Regions from separate parts of the Danio rerio genome. Here region 2 is linked to region 1. A link is a contact called in public HiChIP or PLAC-seq data. All regions are on one chromosome and are shown on one strand. Each heading gives the region's core, a stretch centred on a gene start, on an enhancer-like site or on the middle of the called end of the contact. The rest is flanking DNA. Distances are from core to core; before and after follow the strand shown.

Region 1 (4,615 bases), core at 660-3,159:
AAAGTGTCTTTGAGCCTTGCAATGGCAGCTGTATGAGACGGGTTCATCTAGCAGGTATATAAGATTTCCATACCATGCAGTTGACCAGCCAAACATTAAAGCGCAATTTGCAGCGGTCGCCTGTTTTCCCATTGTAATGGGAGCGATCTACTGCACGCACATTGCTATGAAGACACTATCTGAAGATGAATTTGTATGCGTGAATCAGAAACATTTCCATTTAATAAATGTGCAAATAAAATGTGATGCACAGATTTATTAATGATTCCTACTTGTCTTTCTTGTGATAAATAGTAGGCAAAATCTGATATGTAGCGGGGAAAAAAAGAATGAGTTCATCAGACGCTGGATTCAAACCGAGTTCATGCTCGAACGTGTCCAAACATGTTGACATGTGTTTTAAGAGCTGCGCCACGGAGACTGTTAAAGGTGCTGCAACATTTTACGCCTATAAATCACACTATTTCTCTTTTTACTCCACAGTGCGATGTTCAGACCCAACTGTGTTAGCCACATCAGCTAAACTCTCCCCACTCTATTTTTTTCTTTTGTTGATAATTCCAGAGGACAAACTTCCAAATAACACAGTTTTCCTCCGGTCTACCTCCGAAAGCAGCGCTCAATTCACATTCTGTTCAAAGTTTCTCTTTTTGCTTGCTTTTGCCTTTGCTTTTTCGTTGGGTTTTGCCAAAGTAGAGTCATTAGCATATTCATACGGGGGAGGAGGCAGGGAGGGGTTTTGTGCTTGTGCATGTTGCGCTCAGTTTCACGTTCATTCGGATGTACAAAAGAATATGCTTGGGATTCGGTGTACGTTTCATACATCTGAATTTTTTTCTGCGTACGCACATTTAAAGCTTTGTGCGTACGCAATGTTTTAGTATGATTTCCATGCCAGTCTTTGTACATGAGGCCCCTGATCTTCTGTTTTGGGGAGGGTAAAGGAATACAGCAAAGGAATAAACACATTGTCCATGTTAATAGTAAAGCTAGGAATAATCCAAGTTTTTTCTTTCATTTCCATTTCAAATTGTGTTCATCAAAAATGCCATATCATTGAAAAGCGTCTAAACAAAAAATGTGAAACAGACATCTATATGAATGATTTTCACCAAGATTGGTAAATGTGTTTGTTTCAATAGCCAGTAAAGGTGTGTGTTCACAATTGACAGGTTAGGTTGAAAATAAATAAACCTTAGTGTGATTGCTCTATTAGTGCGGTTCATTTGACTAAATGAGAAGACTGCTATATGAACCCTGGTGTGTATGAAACAAGCGGTTCTAGACTGCTTAAAAGATGGGTCTTGTTAAAATATCAAGCAAATTTTGATACATACAATTAGAGTGAAAAAGAAAATGTAAAACAACCACAGACATTTGAACAAAAATTTAAAACAAAAACAGGACATGACAATGAAAGGAACAGAATGCTGAAACATACCTGTTTTTTGTCTGTTACATTTCTGTACAAGCATCAGAAGCAAATCCTCACAGCAGGTCTTCATTTGTATCCTGGTGCTGTTTTGAGTCCTTTACACTTTTTATAAGCACTTTACAATTTATTTTTGTAGATTGGCTAATCTAGGTGAGACTTCCTTCATTGTAGCAGCCATTTTGAACATTACCACATTCATAGTACTGTGAGTGAACTGTCTTTGTATATCTAGGGGTGCCCAAAATTGACGTGCTGCAGATTCTAACTAAAACTTGCCTAAACACCCCAACCTGGAAAGGTGTGTCAAATTGCCCAGAACAGTTTATGTTCCCCCGCTTCAAAACACGTACGTGGAGGTTTAAAACAAGCCAGAATGACTCAATTATTTTGATCAAGTGTGTTTAATTAGTGTTAAAGGAACTGTTTGCTCTGACTGGTCTTCTAGACCAGCGTTTCTCAACTACATTCCTTGAGGACTACAGGCAATTGGACGTCTCCTTTGTCTTTCTTCTTCTTCTTCTTCTCATGGGTTTTATTGGCGGTTGGCATACAACTTTCTAGGTGCATTACCGCCACCTGCTGGTTAGGAGTGTGGGCCATGATCGCACTTTCTATCCATCTCTAGACCAAGGATTGGCAAACCTGATCCTTGAGGGCCTGTGTGCTTGGAGAGTTTTGAATGATGAAATAATCGTAACCATTTCTATAATAAACAGTTATTTGCTCTTCTGCTATTGTGTGGGCTTTCTTGGCCCTTGCTACACAGTAAGCACAGTAAGATGCGCAAAGTGCTTGTACTTGTTTTGAACATGAAGATGTTAGGCACTTTTGTGATGCCCCCAGCTATTGGAGTCGTCTGTAAAAAATAGTCCACAGGTTTGTTTTTGCAACTGGGATGTTTGGTTTCTAAATGTCGTTTTAATTTAAAGGGTTTCATGCTCTCTTGAGAGCACCTCACTACACACTGAGGTTTTTTTTGCCTTTTTTGTCGTCAATATATGTAAATCCACACTTTACATGTTTGGGGTCGTTTGACATATTTGTTGCTATAATTAAATGATATTTCACATGTCAAACGGTACGATTGTCGCACACAGATTTCAAAATAAAAGTCCGATATTAGCAAAATAAGTTAAAAATTAAATTTTTGTTGTTGTTTTTTTTTTATCACACACTCTGCGACCCACTGAAAATTGTCCCAAGTGGGTCGTGACCGACCAGTTGAAAAACACTGTTCTAGACAATTGTGTATCATTCACTGATTCATCAAGTCCTCATATTATCATAATGAATCCAGTAGACGGCAAGTACGAAAGATAGCAATATATTTGAATCCTCTGTGAGCATGAATGGTAATGTATCATGTATTTTAGGCTGTTTTGTGTGAACCTAATGCAGTAAAATTGTCAATTTGGACAATGACTGTTTTCATTTGACAAAATGAAAACACACTAAATGCAATCTAAGATACCTAAAATGTTATCATAGCCTAGAAGGTTTTTCAAATGGCCCCTTATATATAAACAACCATAAATTGAATTAAAACACATATAAGTAGAAATACACCTGGTGAGCAAACTTTATTCATCTTTTTGCAAAAGTAGTAGTGGAAAATTTAAATCAGGCCTTGACATGTCCCAATTACCCATTCCCAACTCTTGAACTGGAACTTCCCAGGAGGACTTGCTCCATTAGTGACTGTTGTGGATGTAGCGTTTGATTGCACAAGTAAACGGTAAGGATGTGAGGGAATCTCTCTCAAACTGTGCGCTGATAAATGACTTGTGGGATGTAGTCATTATGAATCTTATTATTCCATAGCAAGCTTTACTCTGCTGTCTTGTCTTCATCCATATGTTCTCTTTTTTTTTAAGGCCAACTTCGGTCTTTCAGATGGCAGAGTCTTTGTCATGGGGGATGATTTTAATTGGATTTATATAAAAAAATCTCCAAAGGGGGTGAGGGAAAAAAAAGGAAACAGGAAGAGAATGAAAAAGATCAGAACACAGCAGTCCCAGAGAATGCCTTTGAGGCACATAATGAGCTGTTGTCAAAGGCAAATAATTTCATTAGCTGTCACAATGAAAGCTACACCGAAAGTGCTCACTCAGCACTGAGCCTCAGAGAAAGCACGGAGATGACATTTCAACAATGAAACCTTCAAATTCTCATACACACACACACTTTGGCATTATGAGGATTCTGACGGTAAGATGAGTACTTTGGGTAACTGTTTATCCTTGTTTATTTATACTGTTTGTTGTGTCCCGGATCTAGCGAGCCGGACAGGGGGTGAGAGGGATCTTCTTGAAGCATCAAATCATGTGGGAGTCAGCGCTGAGTGACGGCAGGCCAGGGGAATAATTTGCGTCCACAGATTGCCCATGACTCCGGTCGCATCGTCTCATTTCCCAAACATGAATTTCTGCTGGCTGATAAGATGGGACATTTCTTTGGCAGATAGCATCTCGTGCTTAGCGAATCGCTCACAGGGGCCAGAGCGTCTCACCTGCCTGCAAATACTATATGTTTGTGCGAGTCATCCAAATGTTAATATCCCGAATGCGGTAAACACTCACACACGCAAATAATGTGCCGTTTTAAATTTGCAGGGTCAGTTTAGATGTGACTGCATTGTACAAGAAAATTGTGTAGTTTATTCAATAAACTAAATTTGCTATTATAAATGCTAAAGTTAAACAAGTGCAAATGAGTTAGATTTATATTCAATATAAAAAAAGAGAGAAATATGTATTGTCTTATCTTTAAAACCACTAAAACAAAGCCAATCATTTCAAAGCTAGGTATCTACAAAATACGTGGTACAAAATACAAAATACGTGGTACAAATACGTCTACGTGGTACAAAATTGGAAGAAACAGAAAGAAAAGCATTAAATTACTACCTGAAGTACATTAAATATATCGAGAGATATACTTTTTCTATTCCCTCTCAGAAATAAAGATACAAAATCTGTCACTGGGGTGGTAGTTTTTTTACATATTAGTACGTTTAGGTTACACATTTGTACACTGTTTTTCCCCGGCAACTGGGGTGTAGAACAGGGATGTCAAACTCAATTCCTGGTGGGCCGCAGCCCTGCACAGTTTAGTTTCAACCCTAATTAAACACACCTGATCAAACTAATTAAGTCCTTCAGGCTTGTTTGAAACCTACAG
Region 2 (4,615 bases), core at 1,179-3,678, 140 kb before region 1:
AACAATGCAGTTTTTTATTAAAAAACAAAACAGACAACTGTTTACAGATGTGTCACTTTAAGGACAAACAAACTGAACATTGGCCATGTTCAAAAATTAGGTGGATCAATATGATCTTACACTAAACTGTACAACAGAATTCATATTTGTAGAGGACTTATTCAATGTGAAAACAGTGTATTAGCATGCGCAGAGACTTCTGTACACACTGGATATTGTGGAAAAACATTAATATCAAATGCAACAAATTTTGCAAATCACAAAATATAAACATTCAGCTCAACACACTTTGTTATCTTCAAACAGGTTTCAAAGACAACATTGAGGAGCATGAGAAACGTTCCCTAAATGATTTCAAGACAAAGCCGCTGCTGAGGAGTTTGAAAATGTGTGTAATGAGACAAGGAAATGAGTTGGTTTTACATACTGCTTTTGAAGATCCACTTGGTTCAGAACGATCGCTGCAAAACAAAACAAGGAAAGAGGTTAACCTCTAATAACGACTTCATTTACTGCAAGACATTTTAACAGCTCAAGTAAAAATGCATTTCAGTATTACACTTAATCACTTTTAAGAAGTTTTAATAAAAACTGGATGTTTTTAACCTGTCAGCCTAAAAAAAAAATTTACATGCCAATTGGGCTACTATTCCTCATTTATATGGAGACATTTATTTTAAATTTACAATCATAATACACCATTGGGGAAGGTGAGACTAAATATGACATTTTACCCTTCATGCCTCACATCAAATCACAACATATTAATGTTGAACATGCAGAACTGTAAATGAGATACAGCAGTTTCCACATTACAATGTTCCTAGCTAATATCTACTGAAACATCTAACACTTTTAGATGTTTTTGTCGTACAAATATTTATAAAAGACAACTGCAGGTTAAAAGTAGTAATGTACTTACATGACATATGTTTTGCTTGTCGACTTAAGCCCTCCAATAGGGATTCGTCTAATGATGACAGACGAGTTTTTAGGAATGAGGGCTTCATCGTCAGTGTATTCTGTAATCAAAAATAAGAATGGCAAAACCATTAATTAACACCTCTCACATTCCTTTGTCTATGTAATGAGCACACATAAACGCTGGCACACAAAATGGAGTCTTCACTACACAAATGTACAGTTAAAAACAATACTTTAAATTAATTAATCGCAATAAAACAAATCATTTACAAGCTTATAATTAAAAGACATAAAATCCCATTTAAAAGTTATATAATAACGAAGCTGGTGACAGGTTAGCAAACATTAGCTATAAGCTAACAGTTAACCAAGGCAATAATTCAAACCCCTTTTCCAACAAACCTTACGCGTTTACTTATGTTAACATTGGTTAGTATCAATTACTCGAACAAACTTTGAACAAACAAACACATTTTGTCCAGCTTACCTTCTTTAGTCTGAGCGTTGGTGATTTGCAGGTCGCAGTCCGCGGCCTTCAGCTTCTCTCGCCCCATGATCTGGCGTTTCAAATCACTGAGCGTGATGTGAAGGCCATCGAAGGTGACCGTGTCGTAGTTAAGTTTAGAAGAAAACTTGTAATGGACACAAGACATGTTTAAACACTCCTTGTGGTCAGACACCACCACCACACACAACCAAACTCAACTACAACTCGCCCGATCGCGTGGGCTCTCCCAGCGATCAACCTTACTCAATATCAGTTTATCAGCTTAACAGTTTAAGAATAATAGCCATATTTGCTCATCATCTCAACACTCTTTTGTTAAATCAAAAGGTCTCCACTAAGGAGGTCGTGTGGATTCTGCCTCACGTGAATAGCAACTGCGATTTGAAAATAGCAAGTGTTCAGAAAGACCGTGATCAAATGCAACACGCAATCTTTATGACGCAAGTGATTTAAGTCCACGGAATTTCCCAGCAAGAAGCCAGAAACTCTCCTGCCGGGTTTCAATGTCCAAGACCATATGGCGGTTAGCCGTGAGCTGTCCGTAAGGTCCAACTCTGATCAAGAAATATACAGTTCAAACGGTGTCCGTATGGGTGAACGTGTAGAGTCCAGTCAATAACGTCGCCTCGGTGTCCGAAATGAGTTCCTCCGAAATGTTTGTTCGGCGCAGTCCAAATTTCAACAACAACAAAAAACACAAACCGACGTAGTTTGAAGCAAGGCCTGAACAATGTGGCTATGAGCTAGTGTGACCAACCTAAAATGGCGTCCATCACACATACAAAAACACAACAGACTACAGCAAAACGGATACAAAACACTAAAAACAAAAAAAAAAAACGTTCCTCCTTTTATCAAAATACTGTCGCGGTAACCCAGTCTCCCCGTCGTCAACCTCGATGGCCACAGTGATGTTGTTTAAATCACAGTTTTGTCGTACTGACTCACGTCCGTGATCGAAAACAACCCGTTGACTTTACGCACACTAGGGGTTTCCGCAGAAAACGCAGGGGCAAAGAATAAAGCTGTTACTAGGAGGGGCCAAGAGTGCGCATGCGCAAAGCGCTACAAGTTGCGGGAGTTTATTAACAGCACACCCTTTTGTTTTAGTCGCTTTATTAATCGGGTTCACTTCAGCGGAATGAACCACCAACTTAACTAGCATATGCTTTACGCAGCGAATGCCCTTCCAGCCGCAACCCATCACTGGAAAACACCCATACACTCTCGCATTCACACACAAAGGCTACACACTATACAAAAAGCAAATCTGACAGCACATCTTTATTCATAAATGCAAACAGTCAAGGAAAATTATAATTTTACTCATTTAAAATATAAATTAGTCATACTAGTGTACATAGCAAAAAAAATAAAAAATCTATAAACTACTAAACTCTTTTGCATGCATAAAATGAATAATGTTGATGTTTTTATTCATGTTTATTTCTATTTTATTTTTTCTCAATGTTACTGATACTACTCTATGTTCTGACTTGCAACTTAATTTAATGTTCATTAATATAATGTAAAACAGTCTGAGTTTTTTTTACATCGCATACGATTCTAAATAAAATAAAACGTATGCCCATAATTAACATTATCTTCTGTGTGACTTTAGCTAAAATATTTTGTGCAAGAAAATGCACAATCTGACACAAGAGAATCTTTTGCAACTTGTATTTAAATAGCGAAAACATTTTAAAAGTGACTTTTATTCTAAATCGTAGACACTGTTCTTGAAACACAAAAACTACCAATAAAAAGGTGTGAGGCACCAAAAGCAACCCATATTAAAATTAATTTGAATACTATTTTGGCCATTGTTGTTATACATTAATTTTCAAATGTACTTTCTTATACAAGAGAGGCTAGATAATTTGTTTGTTTGAATTGCTCTACACTATGTTATTATTATTAATAATATTTTTTAAATATATTTTTTATTCAAATTGCTAGATTCTGACTGTGGAAAGAATATGCTGGGCAGGTAGTTCTTTGCAAAATAAACAACAATAGACAGGTATTGATGTAAAACATCATTGATGTTTCTTTTTTCTAATGATAAATGATGTAATAAATTTGAATTTTAGAAATAAGTATTAATTTTGACATTTCTTTATTCTAAATATTTAGGAAACATTTTTGGTGCATCATAAAGTGTGGTTATGATGACCGTCCAACAAGCTAATACAGCTAATGCTGCTTAAAATGTCACTAAAATGCACTATTTAGATCTCATAATTCAACAGAAAAATAAGGCAAATAACTGCAAAAAGGTCCACTTTTTGAGAAAAAAAAGAACAACCCCTTTCACCAGACTGGCTAATGTAAAAATAAATTCTCCCTTTAGTGTGGGCTTATGACTTTTGAGCACTAGATGGCAGTCTTTAATTGTTTACAAATTCTATTGCTTGTCATTGTGGAGATGTGCTCCTAGCAGCATTAAACGTACAGATATGCTAGACATGCTAAAATGTGTTTTACCCAAATCTGTCCCAAAATTCCCAATATGTTCAGCCTGAAAGTAACAGATGAAAACTAATTATGTAGTTCTTTTACAAATTGATTTGAACTGAATTGAATTTGTGAAGCTGTTTGATAGGCTAAATTAACATGATCAAAATGCTAATCTAAAAACTGTTGCGTTTAAAGAAACTCGGCTATATAATTCAAATGATTGTTTAGCTGAGAGTATTTTTACTTTCACATTGAATCACTGATATGTTTAAAACATATAATAGTCAACCAGTGCCAGCAATTGTTCATTTTCAGAAGATTCTGTGCTTATTTTATTCATCTGCATGTTTCACAGGATGGATATTTGCTCAGGCTTAAGCTTATGCCCACGTTAAATATAGAAGTAGTTGTATTTGCCTTTTGTTTGTCATGATCTAATAAATGGCAAATGTGTGCGACTAACACTTGAGTAATTCAGTCCAAATTAAAGCTACTTATGCAGCAAGTGATTATGTGTGTGCGTAAATCCATTCAAGCATTTGGAAAACACATTTAAAGTACCATTATTAGTAAGTTTCCATTGGATGCTCCCAATTTAGTGTCCTAAATTAGTAGTCCAATTTAGTTAGCTATAACACAAGCACATGGGGAAAATTTTGCTTGACTTTTGCAGCCAAAACAGCTCTGTCCACATTAAAAATTATCATCATTTAGACAATTTCT

What was found. HiChIP or PLAC-seq counts read pairs in DNA pulled down with a chosen protein or histone mark.
Region 2: an H3K4me3 HiChIP or PLAC-seq map of gastrula embryo shows a contact between it and region 1, with 4 times the contacts expected there. The contact joins the promoter of rbbp6 here to the promoter of cacng3b in region 1. A contact is called at or near these places in 1 of 18 Hi-C or Micro-C datasets (caudal fin) and 2 of 4 datasets of contacts at active chromatin or transcription factors (embryo and gastrula embryo).

What each region holds. Positions count from the first base shown.
Region 1 is chr3:34,125,779-34,130,393 of GRCz12tu, reverse strand. cacng3b (calcium channel, voltage-dependent, gamma subunit 3b) reads right to left here and starts at 1,909. Exons shown (of 4, transcript XM_073944749.1): 1 at 1,442-1,909. The coding sequence starts at 1,505.
Region 2 is chr3:34,262,161-34,266,775 of GRCz12tu, reverse strand. rbbp6 (retinoblastoma binding protein 6) reads right to left here and starts at 2,428. Exons shown (of 17, transcript NM_001193674.1): 1 at 1,412-2,428; 2 at 923-1,022; 3 at 428-461. The coding sequence starts at 1,577.